Linked DNA regions of Pan troglodytes: all the other regions are linked to region 1. The links are chromatin contacts, called in public Hi-C maps. All regions are on one chromosome and are shown on one strand. The core of a region is the stretch at or near the end of the contact, and the rest is flanking DNA. Distances in the headings are between cores, read along the strand shown.

The links. Hi-C and Micro-C count contacts between places; a contact is called where the count stands out from the background.
Region 2: a Hi-C map of induced pluripotent stem cells shows a contact between it and region 1, with 2.2 times the contacts expected there. The contact joins the enhancer-like site here to the promoter of SOX4 in region 1. A contact is called at or near these places in 2 of 7 Hi-C or Micro-C datasets (both in induced pluripotent stem cells) and 1 of 1 datasets of contacts at active chromatin or transcription factors (stem cell-derived excitatory neurons).
Region 3: a contact with region 1 is called in a Hi-C map of stem cell-derived neural progenitor cells, with 5 times the contacts expected there. The contact joins the enhancer-like site here to the promoter of SOX4 in region 1. A contact is called at or near these places in 1 of 7 Hi-C or Micro-C datasets (stem cell-derived neural progenitor cells) and 1 of 1 datasets of contacts at active chromatin or transcription factors (stem cell-derived excitatory neurons).
Region 4: a contact with region 1 is called in a Hi-C map of stem cell-derived neural progenitor cells, with 6 times the contacts expected there. The contact joins the enhancer-like site here to the promoter of SOX4 in region 1. A contact is called at or near these places in 1 of 7 Hi-C or Micro-C datasets (stem cell-derived neural progenitor cells) and 1 of 1 datasets of contacts at active chromatin or transcription factors (stem cell-derived excitatory neurons).

Annotation. Positions count from the first base shown.
Region 1 is chr5:27,539,037-27,544,449 of NHGRI_mPanTro3-v2.0_pri, forward strand. SOX4 (SRY-box transcription factor 4) reads left to right here and starts at 3,059. Exons shown (of 1, transcript XM_527244.9): 1 at 3,059-5,413.
Region 2 is chr5:27,890,864-27,896,865 of NHGRI_mPanTro3-v2.0_pri, forward strand. No RefSeq gene overlaps it. Among named protein-coding and RNA genes, the nearest start is that of SOX4, 350 kb to the left of the region's middle. Within about 2 kb of position 3,803, at least 4 of the 24 cell types and tissues checked have an H3K27ac peak or open chromatin away from gene starts, as enhancers often do. A contact at or near this core is called in induced pluripotent stem cells, where this site is marked.
Region 3 is chr5:27,971,981-27,977,622 of NHGRI_mPanTro3-v2.0_pri, forward strand. No RefSeq gene overlaps it. Among named protein-coding and RNA genes, the nearest start is that of PRL, 280 kb to the right of the region's middle. Within about 2 kb of position 1,606, at least 8 of the 24 cell types and tissues checked have an H3K27ac peak or open chromatin away from gene starts, as enhancers often do. A contact at or near this core is called in stem cell-derived neural progenitor cells, where this site is marked.
Region 4 is chr5:28,049,369-28,055,296 of NHGRI_mPanTro3-v2.0_pri, forward strand. No RefSeq gene overlaps it. Among named protein-coding and RNA genes, the nearest start is that of PRL, 200 kb to the right of the region's middle. Within about 2 kb of position 2,078, at least 1 of the 24 cell types and tissues checked has an H3K27ac peak or open chromatin away from gene starts, as enhancers often do. A contact at or near this core is called in stem cell-derived neural progenitor cells, where this site is marked.

The DNA.
Region 1 (5,413 bases), core at 1,809-4,308:
TTTGAGTAGGGAGTGGCCTTTGCACTGGCGTCCTTAAGTAAGGCGCGTCGTTTCTCTGCAGCCGCTCTCGGAAGCCGGAGAAACTGCATTCACTTTAGCAAGAAGACAGGGAAACTGAAATTGATAATCCCCCGACTTGGGTTACCTGATCCAGACAGGAAGCTGGTCTAGGCTTCCCCAGTCACCCGGAGCTCCTGACAAGTGAGCAGGAGGCGGCGGGTGGTTGCCCTAAACTTTGATTTATGAAAAAAAATCAGAATTCATCGACATACCCTGTTACTCGTTGAGCGTTTAAGCCTCTAACTAAAGAAGGTACAGTGGTAGGGAGTGGTAGGGGGGTCGGGAGAGGAGGAAGGGGGAGAAGAAAGAAGACTGACTATCCCCACGATTTCCTACCTCGCCTCGCGGGCGCAGGGAGGCTCAGCGATGCCACCTGGCGGCTGCTTCTCCCCAGATTGGGAGCCGGCTGGCTGCAGACAAACCCAGGCTCTCCCCGGGTGCCGTGCCTCTCTGCCTCTAGAATAGAAGCAGAAGCCTGTATTCATGCTTGCAATCCAAGTGGCCCTGCAAACATTCGTCTTCTGCTTGTTTTCTTGAGAAAATCGAAGGAAAGGAATAATGAGTTGGCATTGGCATGAACAGCTTAAGCCTACTGTGTGCTAGTCACTGGTTATGAGAGGAAAATGGTACAATTGTTACAAATGCAGGTTTCTTAACTCTTAGCTTATTCTAGTGATAAAAATAAATGCTAGGTTTCATTTACCCCAGAATCCTATTTTGATATTTTGCAAATATGAGTTATTTCCATATATTATTTTTCAATGCACGCACCCCCACCCCCATTACGCGCTGAGCCCAGTTACAATGCAATGTCATCAGCCCAAAAGGATGAAGTGCAAGTTATGTTTGTCTACTTGACTGAGAAGTAAATCAGCCTCACATGGAGGCTTCTTTTCCATAAAGTGTGGACCCAAAAAAACTGGCGCCTTTCAGTTGACAAAGGCCAATGACATCAGATTTCCCAGGGCTTCTTCCTTGTCAGGTAAAGTAACAACTACACAGTTTTTCCTCCTCTTTATTTTATTTGAACTGAATACTTGTCAGGTCTGACTAGCGCCTACAATCATAGTTTCTATAACCAAGGCAAGGCAAAATCTTGCAAATCAGTGCAAATCCAGATTTGTTAAACTAATTTCCATTCAGGTCCCTCCCTCCATGCCAAAGGAATATATTAAGCAGTGGAATAGAATCTTATTTCATCTATGCCCCATACCATTGTATGGATGTGAGATTTTATGTTGTGTAGATGTGTGAGAGCAGAAGAAATGCATTAGCAGATATTACACTTACATCTCAAATGGAATTCCATCATTTAAGGGAATAAAATAAAATACCTAATTCAAAATTGGAAATGTCTAACATCATTGCTAACAAAGACAGTTTATTATTCTAAACCAGGATTTTTTTTTTCTGCAAAATTATCTTGGCTTTCTCTTAATACAGCTAAAAGACTAGCATTAAGAATTACTTCATGTACTGCAAAGCCAGCAGAGGGAACACTGCGTACTGATTTAGTAGGGGCCACCAAATATCTGGTATTTGGGGAAAAAAATGTCAGTAATGGAGAACTGATTACAGAGCATAGGAAGTTAGGGAATGAGAAGGGAGAAATCTTTTCTCATTATTTGGTATTGAGAGGTCCAACACATTCCAGTGTGCACACACTTAGTTGGTCACAAAGATGACTTTAATAAAAGGGCATTCGTCATATGTTTTCTTACATTCTAAGAGAACTAACCCATTAGAACAGATCTATTTCAGAAGTCTAGGCACTTGTGTAATATATAAATATATATACAGTAATTATAAAGTCAATGGAAGTTACTGATACCATATTTCATCAAGTCTAAGAGGAAATTTTTCTTTTCATTTCAACTCTTCCTGAAATAAGGAGGCATCCTACATCTAGGGGGATATCACAGTTTCATTGGCAGCTTTCTTCCTTGGTGGAATGTAATATAATGGTGTGTCTTAAAATTTGTTGGATTTGTTGAAATACAGAAAATACATGTAACAAAAGAATGAGGCCAGTGGCTGTGTTTTAGTACACCCTTTAAAAAATCCATGTGTTTTAAGCAGAAACATATATGACTGCTTTAACTTCCACTCTTCCCTATCATATTCGATGATGGAAGCATAAATGACTGAGAAATATAATCAATAATGTTGATACTCAACTTGACTGAATTATCAAACTAGCTACACCCTCAAATCATTAGTACAAATTCAAAAATAAATATTCTTTTTTATCCTAGTGAAAATATTGATCTTATAGATAACAGCCCTCTTAAAATAATTTTTTTTTGTCAGATTGGTAACATTTAAGGATGTGTTTCTATGCACACCAGAGAAAATGAAGTATATAACACAGCAACACTGTTATGCAAAAAAGGTGCCTGTGTGTTTTTGGTTTGGGTTTTTCTTTTTTTAAGGATTTGTTTCTCCTTTTTTAAAAAAATTATGTAATACAAGTAGCTAATCGTCAAAAATTATTTGCTTTTACCCACAAAAACAGTTTTGCTTGTGGTTGATCCTTACAGATCCAGTCAGATGGCTACATAGGGTGTTCTTTCCAGTAAAATTCTAAGTCTGACAACCTGGGCCTATTGCCAGCCTACATACTTTAAAAGTTTGACAAGATACATAGAAATTTACTACCCAGCACTAGTTTAATCTGAATCAAAAGCTGACTTAATTATTTTGGATTGACTTTACCTAACCACTTATGGTTAGCCTGAAGAATATTAGTTTCCTATTATAGTGTTAAGGAAAGCTGATTTTTACTACAATTCTAATTTTCAGACATTGGAAAACAAGTAATTTCTGTAGCCAACGTTTATTTTGAATACCTTGGCATCCTTTCTTTGCCACATTCTTCTTAGTATTCTTCATGGAGTTTCTTTCTTTTAAAATCAATGGAATGGCAGGGTTGCCACTATTGTCCTTCTATGGTTCACATCAATGATCTGTGATTACTTTTTTTTTTTTTTTTGAGATAGTCACACTCTATCACCCACACTGGAGTGCAGTGGCTCAATCTTAGCTCACTGCAACCTCCTGGGTTCAAGCAATTCTCCCGCCTTAGCTTCTCGAGTAGCTGGAATTACAGGTGCATGCATCCCTGCCCAGCTAATTTTTTAATTTTTTAATTTTTAGTAGAGACAGGGTTTCACCATGTTGACCAGGCTGGTCTCGAACTCCTGACCTGAAGTGATCCACCCACCTTAGCCTCCCAAAGTGCTGGGATTACAGGCATGAGCCACCGCGTCCCGCCTGTTATTACTTTTTTACATAAGTGGCTATTCTGTTTTAGCCTCTTGAACAACATGCAGCTTTTACTAGGAGTGTGTCTGGCATCTGAATTAGAAAGGAAGGTATTAGTATTCATTGAGGGCTTACAATACATCAGGTGCTTCATAGTCACAAATTCATTGAACCCTCATAAAAACCCTCTATAAAGTAGCTCCTAGTGTTCCCATATAATAGATGAGGAAAACTGAGACTTGGCCACATCCCCATAGTTACAAACCATTAAGAAGGATTAGCAGCCAGGTCTACTATGAATCCGGAGGCCCCATTCTCTTCTGCTACCAGTTATCACCTCCTTCTACAGTTTCTCTTTGCCTTGATTTTTCAGTTCCCTTCGATTCAAGTAACAGATAAGAGGAAATATATAAGAAGGAAAGGAGGAAGATGGCTTTGGGAGGAGGAGAGGGAAGAGAGTGAAGCAATCTTTAATTTTGAAAACAGGGAAAACAAATATTTAGAAAGTAAAACCGATTTCCATCCTTTACATGCCATTATACATCCTATACAAAACTCTGGAAATCTGCCTATTGAGGTAATTACGGAGCACTACCTAATGTGTTTCAAGGGAAAGCTCCCCCGTTTGGGCTATGCAGGATTTACAGGGAGTTTAAATCATTAAATAACCATAGTTGACCCTTGCTTGGTTAAGAGAGTAAGCAATTATTGCAAAGTCCTCTTCCCTGCCTTCCACAAACAGCACAAAAACGGTTCTGAAGGGATTTACACAATACATCAACATCTGTGCTGTACCTAGAGTTGTTAAAATAATTGTGATGACAGGTGTCCAGGTACCACTTTCTTAATGGTTTTCAATATCCATTGATTTATTGTTTTGTGGCTTTCTCTTCCCCTTTACAGCTTTGGCTTTAAGAAAGAGCTGGGGAACAGATTTTGCACCAGAGGCTGATTCTTTATTCCAATGCTGAAAAGAACTAATAAAAATAATCACTTGGCTTTTAAGCAGAAAGCTTCCATTTACAGTATTTCACCCTTACCCCGCCCCGTTCCAAGCCCCTTGTTATCTAACATAATGGTTAGAATACATTTCCGTCTCTCCCCTTAATAATTTCATGCATTAACATCCTCTTCACACACTATACACACACGCACGCGCGCACACACACGCGCGCACACACACACAGCAAAAGGAAAAAAGAGGCAGCAGAAATCTCAGCTGTACTTCTAGCCCTTTTAAAAAGTTTGCTCTGTAAATTGGAATGAGGTCAGATTTGGAGCTTCTCATTGCACGCGGAGATTATTATTGCATCGGGTTCCAAGCCAATGGGAAGCCCGGGGGAGGGGTTTGGCATGAGGAAGCGTTGGTTACAGCAGCTGATTGGCTGCAGCCAAGACTGTGAAAGGATAAAGAGGCGCGAGGCGGAATTGGGGTCTGCTCTAAGCTGCAGCAAGAGAAACTGTGTGTGAGGGGAAGAGGCCTGTTTCGCTGTCGGGTCTCTAGTTCTTGCACGCTCTTTAAGAGTCTGCACTGGAGGAACTCCTGCCATTACCAGCTCCCTTCTTGCAGAAGGGAGGGGGAAACATACATTTATTCATGCCAGTCTGTTGCATGCAGGCTTTTTGGCTTCCTACCTTGCAACAAAATAATTGCACAAACTCCTTAGTGCCGATTCCGCCCACAGAGAGTCCTGGAGCCACAGTCTTTTTTGCTTTGCATTGTAGGAGAGGGACTAAGTGCTAGAGACTATGTCGCTTTCCTGAGCTACCGAGAGCGCTCGTGAACTGGAATCAACTGCTTCAGGGAAAAAGAAAAAAAAAAAAAAAAAAAAAGAGTTGCCTGGGAGGCCGCGAGAAACTTGCATTGGAAGCTTCAGCAACCAGCATTCGAGAAACTCCGCTCTACTTTAGCACGGTCTCCAGACTCAGCCGAGAGACAGCAAACTGCAGCGCGGTGAGAGAGCGAGAGAGAGGGAAGAGAGAGACTCTCCAGCCTGGGAACTATAACTCCTCTGCGAGAGGCGGAGAACTCCTTCCCCACATCTTTTGGGGACTTTTCTCTCTTTACCCACCTCCGCCCCTGCGAGGA
Region 2 (6,002 bases), core at 2,553-5,052, 350 kb after region 1:
GTGCTGTGTTTCTGCTCAGTGAGTAACAGTGGTGGGGATTGAAAGATTCCTTGAGTTAATTTGAATTCAAATCCAGTTCTATTCCCCACCTCGCTTTGTTTCCACTCTACCAGTGCAGTATTTTTTGTTGTTGTTGTTGAGACGGAGTCTCACTCTGTCGCCCAGGCTGGAGTGCAGTGGCTTAATCTTGGCTTACTGCAACCTCTGCCTCCCAGCTTCAAGCAGTTCTCCTGCCTGTAGCACCCGCCACCAGGCCCAGCTAATTTTTGTATTTTTAGTAGAGATGGGGTTTCACCATGTTGGCCAGGCTGGTCTTGACCTCCTGACCTTGTGATTCACCCGCCTCGGCCTCCCAAAGTGCTGGGATTACAGGTGTGAGCCAACGCACCTGGCCAATTTTTTTTTTTGGAGACAGAGTCTCACTTAGTCACCCAGGCTGGAATGCAATGGTGCGATCTCCACTCACTGCAACCTCCACTTCCAGGGTTCAAGCGATTCTCATGCCTCAGCCTCCTGAGTAGCTGGGATTACAGGTGCCTGCCACCATGCCCATCTAATTTTTGTATTTTTAGTAGAGATGGGGTTTTACCATCTTGGCCAGGCTGGTCTTGAACTCCTGACCTTGTGATCCACCTGCCTCAGCCTCCCAAAGTGCTGGGATTATAGGTGTGAGCCACTGTGCCCGGCGTCTTCCTGATTATAAAAAGGACTTTAGCATGCCTTAACTCTCCATTAAACAGCCTCCTCATCTTGTTTTTGTTGCCTGGAATTTTAAGGGCCCACCCACCTCCTTTTTTTTTGAGACAGGGTCTTGCTCTGTCACCTAGGCTAGAATGCACTGGCACAATCATGGCTCACTCAGCCTTGACCTCCTGGGCTCAGGTGATCCTCCCACCTCAGCCCCTCAAGTAGCTGGGACTACAGGTGCATGCCTCCACACCCAGCTAATTTTTGTATTTTATGTAAAGACAGAGTTTCGCCATGTTGGCCAGGCTGGTCTCGAAATGCTGGGCTCAAGCAGTCTGCCCACCTCAGCCTCTAAGTGCTGGGATTACAGGCATAAGCCACTGTACCCAGCCAACTTTCCCCTTTTTAACATAAAAAGTTGGTTATTAATTTTTAAATCCATCAAATGACATCTGGTATTTTACTGATTTATTTGCTTCTGGTTTCTTATATCCCATAACTGTTCTTTGGCTTCACCTTTTAGTTTATTGAAATACATCCGTTAATATTTACTTTTGTTTTTACTTTACCATCATTTTTCTTAGGTCTTTTTTTCTTTTTCCTGGAAGAAAAATTATAAAATTGTTATATAATATTTGATACGTATGAAGGTGCACAAATACACACACATGAACAGAACATACACCTACAAACTGTAGGTATGTTATGAACCATAATAGTAAGTGAATTCACCATAGACATTTCCAATAGAGTTCACTCTACATGTATAAAAACCTCCTACTTCCTTCCCAGAGGTAACCACTAGTCTGAATATAGTGTTTCTCATTCTTTTGCCTTCAAAAACATACATAGTAGGTTTTCAAAAATAGGTTTCAATAGGTTTTTTTTTTTTTTTTTTTTTTTTTGAGACAGAGTCTTGCTCTGTCACCCAGGCTGGAGTGCCGTGGCACAATCTCGGCTCACTGCAACCTCCGCCTCCCAGATTCAAGCAATTCTCCTGCCTCAGCCTCCTGAGTAGCTGGGATTACAGGCACGTGCCACCATGCCTGGCTAATTTTCGTATTTTTTTTTTTTTTTAGTAGAGACGGGGTTTCACCATGTTGGTCAGGCTGGTCTCAACCTCCTAACCTTGTGATCCACCTGCCTCAGCCTCCCAAAGTGCTGGGATTACAGGTGTGAGCCACCACGCCCGGCTTCAATAGGTTTTTAAAATAACTGTAATAGGTTTAAGATTTGCTTATGTTTAACTTCATAAAAAGTACTGTCACCTTGTGACTTGCCCTTTATTCAAAATCATGTTTCTAAGACTTAGTGTTACCGGTAGCAGCAGTTTTTCTACTACAGCTGTGGATAATATTACATCATTTGCATATACTACAATATATTTACTCATTCTCCCATAAGTAGACTTTTGGTCATTTAGATTTTTCCTATCAGTAGCAGTGTCATTATGAACACTGTTGTTTGTGTATGCCAACTGATGTGCTTCACGAGTTTCTCTAAGGCACGCACCCTGGAGTGAAGCTGCTTGGTGTAAATTATACCCACGGGCCCATCAGGTATCAAACTCCAGGCACCATTGGCTCATAGCTCTGGATTCCAGCAGCCTGTGGCTTAGCTCCTCCTGCCAGTTGGCCTTTGTGGTCTGTTTCTGGTCCATGATGAAGTTTATAATTTTTGTCCCTTGGGATTTCCCTTTTACCCTTTGCAATAGGTTTGGAACAATAGGGTCTGCCACTTGTGAACTCAAGGCATATTCATGATATGAAGTCACCATCATTTACTTCTTCAAATATTTAGTGGTCAGAACAGAGGCCGTTTCTGGAATTATAAGGTTGAATTCTTCATACGATGATGTAGCTAGATTTTTTACAACTTGGTTTGTGTGTAAGGAAGCAGGTTCTTTTCCCTGAGTGTAATGTATATCAGCACTTTTCAGTGAGGGTGATTTTATTTTTTTACCCAGGGGACATTTGTCAATGTCTAGAGACATTTTTGGTTGTCATGAATGGGGTAGGTGAAGGTAAAACTAGCATCTAGTGGGTAGAGGCTATAGATACAGCTAAACATTCTACAGAACAATGAACAGGGCAGCCCCCCACAACAAAGAATTATTGAGTCCTATATTCATAGTATTAGGGTAAAACCACAACCAAAACCCTACAATGTATAGGACAGCATTGCACAGAAAAGAATTATTGGGTCCAACATTTCAATAGCGCTAGGGCACCCTGATGTATGTGAAGATGATCAGTCATTGTGTTCTGAACGTATGATTCTAACACTAAAATTTGGGCCAGGCGTGGTGGCGCATGCATGTCATTCCAGCACTTTAGGAGGCTGAGGCAGGAGGATTACTTGAGCCCAGGAGTTTGAGACCGGCCTGGGCAACATGATAAAACTGTTTCTACAAAAGATAAAAGAAATCAGCTGGGCGTGGTGACATGTGCGTGTAGTCTCAGCTACTCGGGAGGCTGAGGTGGGAGGATCGCTTGAGCCCTGGAAGTCAAGCCTGCAGTGAGCTGTGACCATGCCATTGCACTCCAGCCTGGGCAACAGAGTGAGACCCTGTCTCAAAATAAATTAATATTTAATAGAGTCACAACATTTTTTGCTTTTTCCCCCATGCCATGTCTTTGGACGTGTGTGTTTGGAATGCCCAGGTAATACAGCTAGTGAATTACTTGCCTAATTTAGATCAAAGTATACAATTAGTGTGAAAAGAAAGATGAATTATCAAGAAGTAACGCAGGCTATGTGAAAAATGGCTGCGTTTAATTTCTATTTCTATCTGTCAGTGGAATTCTGTAAACGCTAGTGGACATTCTTCCTGTCCTAGCACGACTTCTCTTCCCAGCCATCTCAAGCTTTGATCAGGAATGAGAAGGGAGGCATTCCTACACACACCAGAACAGTGCAGTGGGGAGTTGGTCTGTGGATTTCGTGGAATTTTAGAAAAAAAAAAAAACAAAAAAAAAACAGAGCACATCTCCCACTACTTACTGGGCCCGGCTCAGCAATAGCATTACCCAGTAAATATGGATGAATGGATGATCAGGAGTTCCCGCAGTCTGGTTTGCTTCCCTTCCTGTTCCAGGTCTTTCTTTGTCCATGAACTGCTGAAACCTGAGAGGGGGCTTCCACAAAGGGAGAGAAAGGGGGATGGAGAAGGAGGGAAAGGCAGATAACAGCCGAATGTAATCAGCATTTTATTACTGTCCTCAGGAAGTAGGAATAGGAAAAAAGAAGTAGGTTGGAGCAAGGAAAGTTAATTATGTGAGGTTATTTGACAGGAAATTACTAAATACAAACAGACAGAAGAAACACATTTTAAAGCAGGATAGGAAATCTCAAGTTACTCCACTCTGTGCATTCAAAACCCCCAAAGCAAATTCTGAAAATAGCAGTTTAAACAAAAGCTATCTTATCTGATAAAAGTATTTCAAACACAAAGGGAAATTTATATATTGGGCAGGCAATCTTAAAATAAACCGATTTTGTTGATAGCACTGCAAATGTAATTGTGGGAAACCCCCTTCTGATGTCTGAATTTATCTTGTAGATGTTTTGAATTTGGCATTTCAGTTCTATAAAGGTATATGTGTGTGTGTATTTCACCTTGGATAATTATATATATGTGAAATAAAATGAAAAGTTTCTTATGTTTGTGTTTTTTTTCAGTATTACAAAATTTTGGGGGAGTTAGGTATTATTAATAGTTCCAGAAGACTGTTATATCAGTACAGCCAGAGAACTGAGGTGTTCTCTAAAATCTTTATTTCTGGAGGTCATATATTTTAAATGTTTTAATTGATGTATTTGATTAACATAATTTTTTTTATTGCTTTTCACCCGTTGGCAAAATTCGTAGAATTTTTGTAAATTATCCAAACATATTTGGTGTTGTTTTAAAGACTAAGTGATTAAGGAGTAGGACCTTTTCCTACCCTGAATGATTTCTGGTTCTTTAATGGCCTATGCTAAATAGTCAGTGTTGCAGACATAGAAAGGAGGGTCAGAAGTGGCTGTTCAGTAATCTGACCCTTTTAATTAAGGTTGTCATCCTAAGAAAAAAGACCCAAATAACAAAAAACACCAATAAAATACATACATATATGCATAAAGGGGCACACACACACACACACCCATATTTATATGTAGCTTTTCCAAAGAAAAAAGGAAGAAACTTTATTTTCTAGATCTTGATAGTAGGATTCTCTAAGGATTTTTTAAAATAGTTGAGATATTGAAGAGTCATATCATAGAAATTGGGTGGCTGTAAAATTGCACAGTCTGTGGATAAAGTTACACATTCCATGTTAGTTCAAAGAAAAAGCAATATTTTGAAAACATAAATGGAGCTCAAAGTCTGCATTCCTTTTAAAAGGCCAACACCTGTGGAAGGAATGCAGGTTGTTCCCACTTGACCTTCAACTGTGGAGCTGGGCTAGGTACTTCAGATGTTATGGTGGTCAAGTAGGAACCTCTCTCTGCAGCAGTGTCTCCTGGGACAGCACCTATCCTGTCTGTTGTCAGGAAGCCAACATATGGCGACAGCTAGGAATAATCAGAGAGTAGATCCTAACCCTTGCTTTGAGGAGCTTGCTTTGTATACCACGAAGTCTCACGGTGATGGATGAGTGGGTGTAGATAATGTGCAATAAGCCATAACCTCTCTAAGCAATCAGGCTTACATTTTGCAAGTCCTGGGAAAACCTGGGCAGACAGTATTAGCACACTCAGACTGAGTCCTCTGTGTGTAGTAGTTGAAGATAAAGACATCATTGATGTTCCAGACAGATTCTCATCATGCATAAATAATTCCTTAGGACGGAATTACCGTAGTTGCCTTGAGTGGCACTTCCCCTCCTTTAGGCCACTCACATTAGTTCAGCAGTTTATTGTGGCATCTGAAGAATCAAATGCACAATTCAACCTCAAGAAGAAAATTACAAATAGCATATTCTTTTTGAACCGTGAATGTATTCGTCCACACAATATTTGATGGGAAAGAGATCTGGCTCATTTTTGCTTTTTTCATTAGTTCTTTGTTTATTCAGTCAATATTTCTTAATTCCTTGATATATTCCAGGAGCTGTGGTGGAGGCAGAGAATGCAATGTGAAAAGCATTGCATTAGCAGGCAAGGTTGCTACTTCTTAGAACTAATAGTTTACTGTCATATGGTCATGCCTCCCCTATGCCCTAGCTTTGTGATCTTGGGCAAGTGACAATTCCTCTGTACCTCAATTTCTTTGGATACATTAGAGTGTTTTTTTTAGCACGCCCGGCTAAGTTTTGTATTTTTAGTAGAGA
Region 3 (5,642 bases), core at 356-2,855, 430 kb after region 1:
GAAACTTAAAGGGCTTTGAGGATTTTCTTTTTCGGTATCTAATCTTCTAACAGCTCTCCGAGGTAGGTAGCAGGAAGTGTTATCTCCATTTTGCAGATGTTATAACAGAGGCATAGCACAACTTGATGTAGGCCCCACAGCAAATCAAGGGCTGAGTGGAAAAGGTCTCCCTAGTCTTTCAACCTCCACTTCAATGCACTAGTTGCCAGACAAGTTAATTTTAATTTTTAAAACCTCCATCCATTTTGGTTTTGCATGAAATTGTCAGCATTCAGGTGGTAGCAGTGCTCCAGTTCTAGTACTACCTTTCCCATCTTCTGCATCCTTCTAGAATCCCTTCTTGCTTGTCACGGTCACACACACTCATAAGTGTGTCTCTCTTTTTATGTGTGTATATATATATGTAAATAAAGAAAATAAAAATATATACTCTTTCTTTAAAAAGAGTTTCTATACAACATTAGGTTCTGCAGAGGGGTTGTTTGGTCTGGGGACTATATGCAAATATGAGATTTCTGTATTAGCAGCATATCTGATACTTTCCAACTAGTTTTTTTTTTTCTTGTCAATCGAACATACTATGTAGATATTAGCTGTAGGCAAGGAAACATTTAAAAATATAACTGACATGGGCAATATAGTGAGACTCTGTCTCTACAAAAAAAATTAAAAAAATTAGCAGGGTGTGGTGGCACATGCCTGTGGTCTCAGCTACTTGGGAGGCTGATGTGGGAGGATTGCTTAAGCCTGGGAGTTGGAGGCTGCAGTGAGCTGTGATCTCACCACTGCACTCCAGCCTGGGCAACAGAACAAGACCCTGTCTCAAAATAAATTAAAAGTATATATATAACCTATGACAATGGGAAACATAAGAAATACTATAAAACTGGATATCAGATACTATTAATAAGTGAAATAAATGTTTTTACTCAGGTAATTCCTCTATGTGATTTATGGTATCCTCAAAGTGAGCTCATACTGTAACTTTCACATAACTTTCCATCAAATGTGAAGATTTTTTTCTTCTCTCAGGGGACAGTTAATGCCTTTTGGTAAATGTAAAACTGTACTGCAAATGTCAGTTCCTGATCAGATTTGCCTGAGTCTCTAAAGGGAACACGACAAGGGGCTTTGTGCCTGCTGTGTAGGGTGTGTGGTAAGGCGTCTTTCTTCCTTGTGGCTGAATTTGGAATGCCCTGCTCTTTCACTAAGTGCCATTAATTACACTATTGCTCCTAGAGCACTGAACTGCCTAGCAGGGAATTTCTCCCCACTTTCTGGAGTCTCTGGGGCAGTTTCCATTCATTGCTGTGGGTGGTGGTGAGGCACAGGCTCTGCACCAGCCGCCTGCCTGGAATCCGCCTGGAGACCTCTTTGTGATTTCCCTGAGCTGGGAGAGGGGATTTGGAGCACCTGGTGGGGGGATGCAGCTTGCCACCCTCGTCTTCGTCAGCCTCTCCCCTCCACCCCCTGCACTTGGGAGCACCACCGGGCAGCAGTGTTTTTGTGCCTTGAAACCTTTTGGAGCCGCTGGAATGGAGGCCACCCAGAGCTTCTGTGAGCAGCTGTAGCTGCAGATCTCCTATTGGCCAGAGCAGAGAATGTTCTTACTTATCTCCATTGAGCATGGGTGGCCGTGATCCCCTCAGGATAATGCAATTTCTCACTGTCTGGAGGTGGAAGCTATTGTCCTGCTCTCCAGCTTGTTGTTTGAAGTCGTTTTGTAAGGCTTCCGGCTTCTGCTGACTCACAGACACACACAGAAAAACTCCCTTACTGGCTTGCTCCCTCCCAAGGCTTTTGAAATGGCTAAGGAGATAACAAACCTCCCCCCTGCAAGGGGGTAATAGCTTAAATAGTAAGTAGAAAGAACTGTTTTGTACATGTCCACAAAGTCTGAGAAACTTCATCTTCCTCTTTCACTGCTCACTCCGTTTCCTTCCTTGTCCCTTACTCCCCTCTTCAAAAGTTTTGGGCTGAGCCACAGGCCTAAATGTGGTTTGCATATGATTTTACAGAGGCACAATTCACATCTGGGGACTTTTCGGATTAACAAGTTGAAGGATGCCATGTTTGTTTCCCCTATGGAAAATTGCCATTTCTAATGAACATTTTATGAAGAAGCCTTCTTCACTTACCTCTCCCACTTGTGATAAACTGTAATTAAAATGTATGAAGAACTTGATTCATGGTGTGTGCACCTGGGCTCTTCGTGGAGTCTCTCTTAGCAATATGCCGTGAGAACAGACTGGCAGTTGATAGATTTCTAAAGCAGAAAATCAAGCTTATTCACAATAGAAGCTTATAGTTTTAAAAACCACATGGATAAGGGGACTGTAGTTTTGCAAGATTTGGCAGTCATCGATGAACCCAGTAGCCACAGTGACCGAGACTGAAAATGTAGAAGGCTAGCTTTCCTTCTTAATTACTTTTAAACTACGTTAGCAAATTCTCAGGGTCAGTGTGATAGTGATAGTTTCAATGCTTGATTATAGTGATATTTTTTTCGCATAATAATTTTTTTATGTTCCCGTAGCATAAAACAGGTCTTTTTATTAATTAAGGAGAAAGAGAAAGATTGCGTAGAAAGCATTCTTATGTGGTAGCATGTGTGAACTTCTTATAATTAGCAACATGTCCTCATTGCGCACTTAGAAAAATCCAGTGATATAAATCCTCTATTTTGTGCAGTCACTATTTGCCCAACTAAATCATTTAACTGATAACATTCACACCTTTCTCCATGATATTTTAGAATAATATCAATGTACAAAAATAGTCTCTGTCCTTTCATTGTCGTCAGTTTATGAAAATACTGCCAAAGAGTTGGAAAACAAAGTTTTCTCATGTTTTACAACACAGCTCCCCTGGGCCACTGGGCCTAATTTGTTCTTAATAATTTTCAAAAGAGACTCCATCCTTTAGCTCCCCAGAAATATACAGGCTGTCCTAAAGAAAGCTGTAGCCTGATACAGAAACTCTGCCAACTTCTAGGAAATGGAAGGTTCTGGAAAGTAGATCATTTTCCCCTCTGGTAGGAACAATATAAGTTTTAGACGTGGGTGGGGGGGTGTTGTGTTTGTATTAGACATATATGTATACAGCTGCTAGTGCAAAAATCACAAACCTTTCAGTTTCCCTAAGGCTTGTCTGCAGCCCTTGTGCCTTGAATGCAGATTGTAATAAATAGAGGCAGCCTCTGTCTGGAAATGCTGGACATCTCTGTTTGAGTTAGAGCTCTTGTTCCAGGCCTCAGGGGATTAAGACAGAGGGTTGTTTTCTAGCTTGCCCTAGAGCCCCTGGGCCTTTGCGGATTGGCGTAGTTGCCTTTCTGTGTGTGCAGAATCTTGCCTCCAGCCTCCCACAGTGTGGGGAGAGAGAATAGGGAGAAGTGAGGGAAGGGAGGTAAATTATTCAACTTCTGCAAAATGTCAGGCACTGTGCTGGGTACTGTACATATATTTCACTGAAAAGTAAGTCTTTTATAAATATGGCAATGTAGAGCTTCAGAGATGGGATTTTGGAGCCAGACCGCCGAAATCAATGATTTTGCCAGGATTCAAATGATAACTTGGCCACTTTCGAGGTATAGGACTACTTGGTGCCTCAGTTTCTCCATTTGTAAAGTGGGGATAATATCAGAACTAACCTCAATTGTTTGTTGTTGGGATTAAATTGTAAAGTACTTAGAAGCGTGCCTGGCATGCAGTGATAGATAAGTGTTACATGAAAGGAATGGAAAACAGAAGTTAATCCACTTGCCCAGTTCAACTAGCAAGTAGCTGGGGCAGGATTTGAATCTGGGTCTGTTGTCTTAAAAGAGATGATTTTTGCCTGGGGAACATGGTGAAACCTCATCTCTACAAAAAATACAAACATTATCCAGGCATAGTGATGCGCCCCTGTAGTTCCAACAACTTGGGAGGCTGAGGTGGGAGGATGGCTTGAGGCTGGGAGGTGGAGCTTGCAGTGAGCTGTGATTGTGCCACTGCACTCTAGCCTGGGGTAACAGAGTGAGAACCTGTCTCAAAAAATAAAAATAGAGATACGATATTTTTACCTTACCATAGCACCATACTTTCTTTTCTTCCTAGCTACATTTGAGGTGGTACCTTGAGTCAATTCTCTCCATTCCTCCCCACCTTACCTGATCAGGGGTGGTTGCTGTATCAGTCTAGTTTTCCCTTTTCCTTGCTCTTATAGAGACATCGTAGGGCCAGGACTCAGAGCTTAAACATTTAACATCTTCTGTGCAGGCAGGTGATAATAGCTTCTTTCCCCCAAACCACTGTGGGGTTGAACTAACCATTTTAGTTGCATGGTCAATTTTTTGGGCTGGAATAAATGATCTTTTGTTCTTTCTTATAGTTATTTGGTGTGTTGGTTCTTTTCTTTCCTCAAAAATAGAAGCATCTAATGAGCAGCCTTGATGTCACATACTTCCTATTGTACTCACCCAAGCAGTTGACTCTCTGCTGAGCACATTGGTAGCAGCTCATGGGCGTTTGAATGGAGGAAGAAGGCATCATATTAAATGGCTTTTCACTGTTTTTGGACATAAAATGCCATGGGACAGCTTTTTTCTTTTTCATGGTGGCAGGATCAAGAGTATAGAGTCTGGATTTGGAGATCTTTGACGTGTGCTTTGCTTCACCTGGCAATTTCTGCTGGGATTTCCAGTTGTAAGCCCATGTCCCTCTATCCTGCGATCCCTCTAAATGTCTGCAGTTGGCTTGAACCTGCATATCTTATGCCAACTTTCCTCTCTTAAGAAATGCTGCTAAAGAGGTAGAACATATTTACAAAGTCCTTAGCTGTGACGATGAAGAACATAACATTTGGTCTCCAGTAAGGAAAATAAAAAAGGGATTTGATTACTTTTGCCCCAGTCCCACCTAATTCACCTACACATGTCCAGTTTACTTTGGACAGGAGTTTTCATTAATGTTAAAATGTATGTAAACTGAAGTGGGGTTTTTGACTAAGGACACAGGGTCTCTAAGGCAAGACAACACTATTAATAGAATGTGGATGTGTGTGGTTTATTTTTGTTTTCAAAATGGAAATGTTTCTTCGGGGTTTTGGCATGCTCTTTGATATGTTGAAAGATGAGAAAACATCATTTGGGAAACTCAGCACTTCTACCATATTAGGAAATTTACAGTGCTTCAGATTTCACATTTAATGTTTTAATTGCCTGGTTTGGTAATAGAAAAATGTCAAGCTTCTCTCTTTCATTTGGAGTTACCACCACGTTTTTTTCCCTCTTTGCAGTGATGGGCTGTTGCCAGCTTCTACTTACTGCCCCAGTCCCAGCATGGACTGAGTATTTGCTCTGAGAAAGCAGTTCCTCACATGTCATCTGAAATGAGTATCAATGTGGACTTCTGACATACTGGTTTAGCCTTTTTTGTATGATATCACATATGCAGTTGTTTCCTGTGGTGCTTGTAAATACCCTAAATGTACAACTAAAATTGAATTGTCTTTTTGAAACTTTTAAATTGTTTTTGAACAGAGGGTGCTATTCTCAACATTACATAAAGTACAGAAGAAGTCAAAGAAAACACTACTATTCTGATCTGAGAGCAATCTTTAGGAAAAGCCTGTACATTACAAGAGAGAGACAGACACACATGGAA
Region 4 (5,928 bases), core at 828-3,327, 510 kb after region 1:
TCAAGGCTTCAGTGAACCATGATCGTGCCATTGTACTCTAATCTGGGTGACAGAACAAGACCCTGTCTCAAAAAAAAAAAAAAAAAATTAACCAAACCATTGTGACAGATGAAGTTCTGTCTTCATGAGTCAGTTGTGTAGAAAAGAGCAAAAGTGATTGTTAAATTGTGACTATTACACAGACATGCACACACACACAATTTAATAAAATAGCTGCTTGTGATACTTTAGATTTCACATTCCACCTATTCTGTGTACTTAGTATTATTGTCAGTGAGTAAAAGACAACACTGTGTTTTCCTTCTCCACTGGGTTATTAAAGATAAAACCAATTGTATATTTGAAGTGCTTGGTGCCATCAGAATCAAGATGTATGTAAATTAAAGTGGTATTATTTTTCTAATGCATAACTAATTCTTAGATATTGTTAAATCTCTTTACGACTGATTCTTTGAGATGATTTACGTGTAAGGCTTAGTTAAAAATCAAGTTTAAAATTAACATTGGTGACAATGTTTCTTGTTGTCAAGTTCAAATAGTAGGTCAGTGACAACTTCCTTATGAAGTCGAGTTTACATAGTGATACAATATAAAAATCAAAGGATAAATTACTGTGTTTGATGCACATTTTGGATGTAGTATCGTTTTCTTTTCTTTTTTCCCTCAGAATAATCAAGGGCTAATGTGAATCCTGTGTTATGTATTTCTACTTTTTTGATGGTGATTAGTGACTTTTAAGGAAATGAAAGAATGAGGGCAGCAAGGCCATTTTATGTAGCATTGAAGTTAAATTGTTCTTTAAAAAAATAAAGGATGTATGGGCATATGATAAACCATAAGATTTTCCATATGCTTATGATACCCTTCTGACCCTGAATTGGATCAAATTATTTAAATATGGCTCAGATAAGAAGCACATTGCAGTTCAGATGAAAGAGTATCCTAATGGACACTTTCCAAACATTTATTATTCTTGTTTGCCTTTTGAAATTGTGGGCATAGAAATAGCAAGTCTCTGAATTTATGTTGTTATTTGTGAAATGATGAACTATTTAGACATTTTGTTATATGATTATGAGAATTTAAAAAATACTTATCTGATTAATCTCTAATTTATTGTATCACATGACCTCAGTATTTCACAGTTTTCAAAGTTGAGATATAATTGGCACTCGGTAAAATGCACAGATCTTAAATGTAAAATTCAATAAATTTTCACATAAAGTCTATACACTTTTTACATATATTACCCAGATCAAGATATAAAACATTTCTGTCATTCCTGAAATTTTTATTGTACCCTTTTCCTTTCAATAGCTCCCACCCTGCAACTAGAGTCAGTCACACCTTTGTCAGCATAGATTAGTTACCTGCTCTTCAGGTGCATATATATATATAGCAGCATACAGTGTGCACTCTTTTGCATAATGTTTTCAAGATTCATGCATGTGTTGTGTTTTCATCCATGTGTTGTGTGTTATTTCATTTATATTGTTGGGGAATATTCAATTGTATCAATATTCCCCAGTTTCATTGTTCATTTTTCTCTTGCTGGACTTTTGACTCACCTCCATTTTTGAGCTATCATGAGTAAAGCCACTTAGGACATTCCGTATGTCTTTTTGTGAGACAGTTCTCATTTTTTACATTAGATAATAAATTTATTATGAATTCATATGTAAATTTGCCTAGTTGGAGTTCTGTTTCATGTCAACTTTTAGAATATAATTTGCTATAAAAAGTGGTTCCAAAAGGTGAAAGTTACACTAAAAAATTCTAACATTATTTGAAAGATTATTCTTCCTTTTTTAAAACATGGATTATCCATATTTGATTCTCCTGTGTAAACTGCAAGGAAAATTAAACTTTATAAATCTGTAAAAAGCATATGAAAATTAAAACACTACACACATGACATTCTTACTTTTTCCAAACAACTGATGTAACCATTTCTCCCTTCAAGGGCCAGCCACATGGCTCCATATCCTTTCTCCACCATGCTATTTTACTATATTATAGTAAGCAGTGTATTCACCCATCTCCCCATGAGACTGTAAGCTCCCTGGAGACAAAGACCATCTGTGTCTTTTCTTTTTATCCCTAGCTTCTAGCGCTTTCCCTGGTACATGGTAGGTACACATTCTATGTTGAATGAACTGAACAACTGCCTTTTGTCTAGGGTATATATTTGCTTTGCAAAAGTTGCTTTTGCTATGGAAACACAACATACACTTAGCTTTAGCTCAAGAATTTACTATTCCCTTTATGTCTTAAGGCTTTTGTTTAATACATGAGCTGACTTATCCTAGTTTCCTGTTTATGTAAAGTATGCTTCTGATGAAAATATACACTACTAGAAACTTATAAAGGGTTGCTGTTTTATTAGTTTAATAACATGGTTAAAATTTACTGATGTGTCATTGAGAAAAAACAACTTCAAGCGAGGACAACACACACACACACACACACACACATCTTTAACTGATTTTTTTCTTCGAGAGTATATTGTACTTAGCACACTATATACTTAGTGCATGGAATATAAACATCACTTTGCTTATTTTTATTGTTGGCAAAAGATACAATATCTGTTTTACACAATTAAAAGACCTTGAAATTATGCATGATTTTTATTACTACTGGGATTTCCATGTTGGATCAAAGGTCATCATTCTAATCGTCTCAGGCTCCCTTTTTTTTCTTCTAATTGATCATTGCAGTGCCCATCTGTCTGTGGCTCACGGTGTAACCTTTTTTGATAGGGGCAGGGTGGCAGATGGACAGCAGATGGGAGTTTTGCCCTGCCTCGTGGTTCAGATCTTGGCCCAGGCACGAACTGTCAGAGATTGTCAGTTTGTCGTCTAGGCTTGTGGGCTCCAGTGCTGTGTTTGGCACCTCAGCCATGGGTCTGAATTGATGCCAAGCTGGACCAGCTATTTGTCATCGTGACTAGTTAATGACCAACATTAAGGGTGGGAGCACCTAGTGAGTGTGTAAGATAACCTAGTAGAATTGTGCTTTCTACTGTGAGCTGGATCCCCAGGACCCGAGAGTCAGGTCATTCTCCGGATAGAAGTTACAGAATTAGAAACATGTAGGTGTCTTACAGGTATTTACCCACTTTAAAAACAACACAATTTCCCCAAAGTTTTCCTTCCTATACAAAACCACATGAGGACATGAGTGAAAAGTAGAGGTAGATAGACAGTGGCTTGTGTTTTTGTCTAATTGTTGGACAGTTGTCATCTTCTGGAATTCCTAGGGGTACTGCATGATTGAAACTTTGACTATTGATAACATTTTGAATGCAGTAACTGTGACTGCTTCTGCCATCACATTAAAAGACAGTTCCTAAGATTGCTAGTCTTTTCAAAAGGAAAGAAGAAAGCCTTTAAAAAAATTTATTCTGAACTATCAGCACACTCTTTTTTTTTTTTTAATGTGTGCATGAATTTACTGCTTTACAAGTGACTCTTTTCATTTCAATAGAAACCAGATTGAAGTAGACAGACGAGGCTGGGTGAAGTCTCCTAATGGAGGGTAAACCTTGGCAGTGACCGTGAATAAAAGGCAATAATGAGTCAGAGTGGATGCTGAGTTCTGTGCTTTTTCTTATTTATTTAATTTCTTTAGACTTAGAGCTCCACGGAGATCATATTGTGCCATTCCTTAGCTGAGCTGAATCCCAATTTTGATGAATGACACGAGAGTTTATATAATGAACATGTGCCCACAGATCTCTAAATAAATGTCCACAATAAGTATGGAAAACTGTCCCACTGTCTCTACCAGGGCCATCAGTAACTTCTCACCCAGTTGTAGAGATCTTTAGAATACTCCATTTCTTTCCTGTCCTCTGAACTAAATCAAAATATTATGTCCTGATAGTTAATAGTATCTCTGTTCATACAATAGGTACATGATGACATTATTAGACAGTTTATTAATATGAATTGTCCACATTTGAATATTTTCTTGTATTCTGGGAGTCAGAGGTTGCTCCTACATATTTGTAATGAATTATGCTGCTCCAAATTATATGAACAACATTGGATTGTTATACTCAAATAAATTATGTTTTCATTCACTCCAGATATTCTCTCAATTTGATTTAGGTATCTGCAGTGTTGACCACCACAAGGCACTTTAAAATCTACATTATAACAGATGGCTAGACAATCGTTTACTTAAACCTTGAGTAACCCCCGTATTATAAAATAAATATACATTTTATTCCATATTCCATCAGATATTCTTTTATCTCTTCAATTTTCTTCTTTCATAATTGAATATATTTAAAAATTGTAAAACTGTGCTTATATCCTCAGGTAAGATAGTGTGTGTATGCATTTGTCTGCTTATCTTTGTAATTATTGTTCAATTTATATATCTGACAGGTGACCAAGGTGCTTGTATTTTGGAATCTTGGCATTGTATCTGTGGCTTCCTTGAGACCAACTCATTTATTCTTTCCTTTTAAAGGAATCTTGAAATAGAAAAAAAAAAAATCTTATTACGGTGCTACTCAGGATGGCCTAAAGGACTGTATTATACCCCGGCTAGCTATTAATGTACTTTAACTTGGATCTTGCTAACATGATTTCAGGTGAGGTGTGGACAGGATCTAATTAGTTATAAATCTGTAAATGCTTGAACAGAGGCTAGCTTGAAATTCTCCATCTCACTGATGCTGCTGTAATACTCTAATCCCAGAAAGCTGTCTTAAATGAATTTCCATTAGCCATGGAGTTAAGGGAAAGTCATGAACTTGAGGAAATTAAGCAATGTCTGTGACTTAGCCAGTTAGATAGAAGCTTTGCTTTGCCAGTACGCTATCTGCTTCCCCCTAGTCTTGTTCTTGCTTTGGGATGGCAGTTCTTAGATAACCACCACCATGAGCTGTTCTACAGAAATGTTTAAGCTATCTAACACCGAACGTCTTCTATAAATAGCTAATTTCTTGTGTTTAATCATCCTTTAGATTATATAGTACTTATGGATTACAAAGTGTTTCACTCCTGCTTTGTCTGATTTTTTAAACCCCCCATTAGGCAAGCAAAGAAGAAACCCACATAACCAAGAAAACAAATCAAAGTTCAGCATCCAGTTATATTAATTATTGCCTTTTATTCATAGTCATTGCTATTGGATATAGAATGGCAAACAAGAAAAAAAGTCTTCACCTTCAAGAAGCTTACATTCTGATAAGGCCGGCAGTAAATAGAAAAGCAAATACTAGAACATCAGATCTAAATAAGTGCTATGACAAAGACTAAGGCTAACGTGTCAGAAAATGAGGGAGAGGGAGGTGAAATTTTATGTAGGGTGGTCAGAGAGAGCCCATCTCTAATTGTGTGTGTGTGTGTATGTATTTACAGATTGACAGGTTGTGAATCGCACAAATCTTAAGCACGCACACACACACACTCACATTGATATAACCTGTACGTCCGTCAATATATAGAACATTTTTTCTTTTCTGTCTTTCTTTCTTTTTTTTTTTTTGAGACAGGTTCTCACTCTGTCACCCAGGCTGGTATGCAGTTACATAATCATGGCTCACTGTAGCCTCGACCTCTCACCTCAGCCTCCTGAGTGCCACCACAGCTGGCTAATTTTTGTATTTTTTTGTGGAGACAGGGTCTCCCCGTGTTGTCTAGGCTGGTCTTGAACTGGGCTCAATCGATCCTCCTGCCTTAGCCTCCCACAGTGTTGGGATTACAGGCGTGCACCACTGTGCCCAGCCTATGTAGAACATTTCTATAAAATATAAAGATTATAAAATATAAAGCTTGCTCCTGCACTTTTCTCCCCCATTGACCCCAAGGGGAACACTGTTCTGATTCTTTCTTCATAGATGACTTTTGCCTGTTCTGGAATCACACAATATGCACTCTGTTGTGGATGGATTCTTTTGCTCCTCTGAAG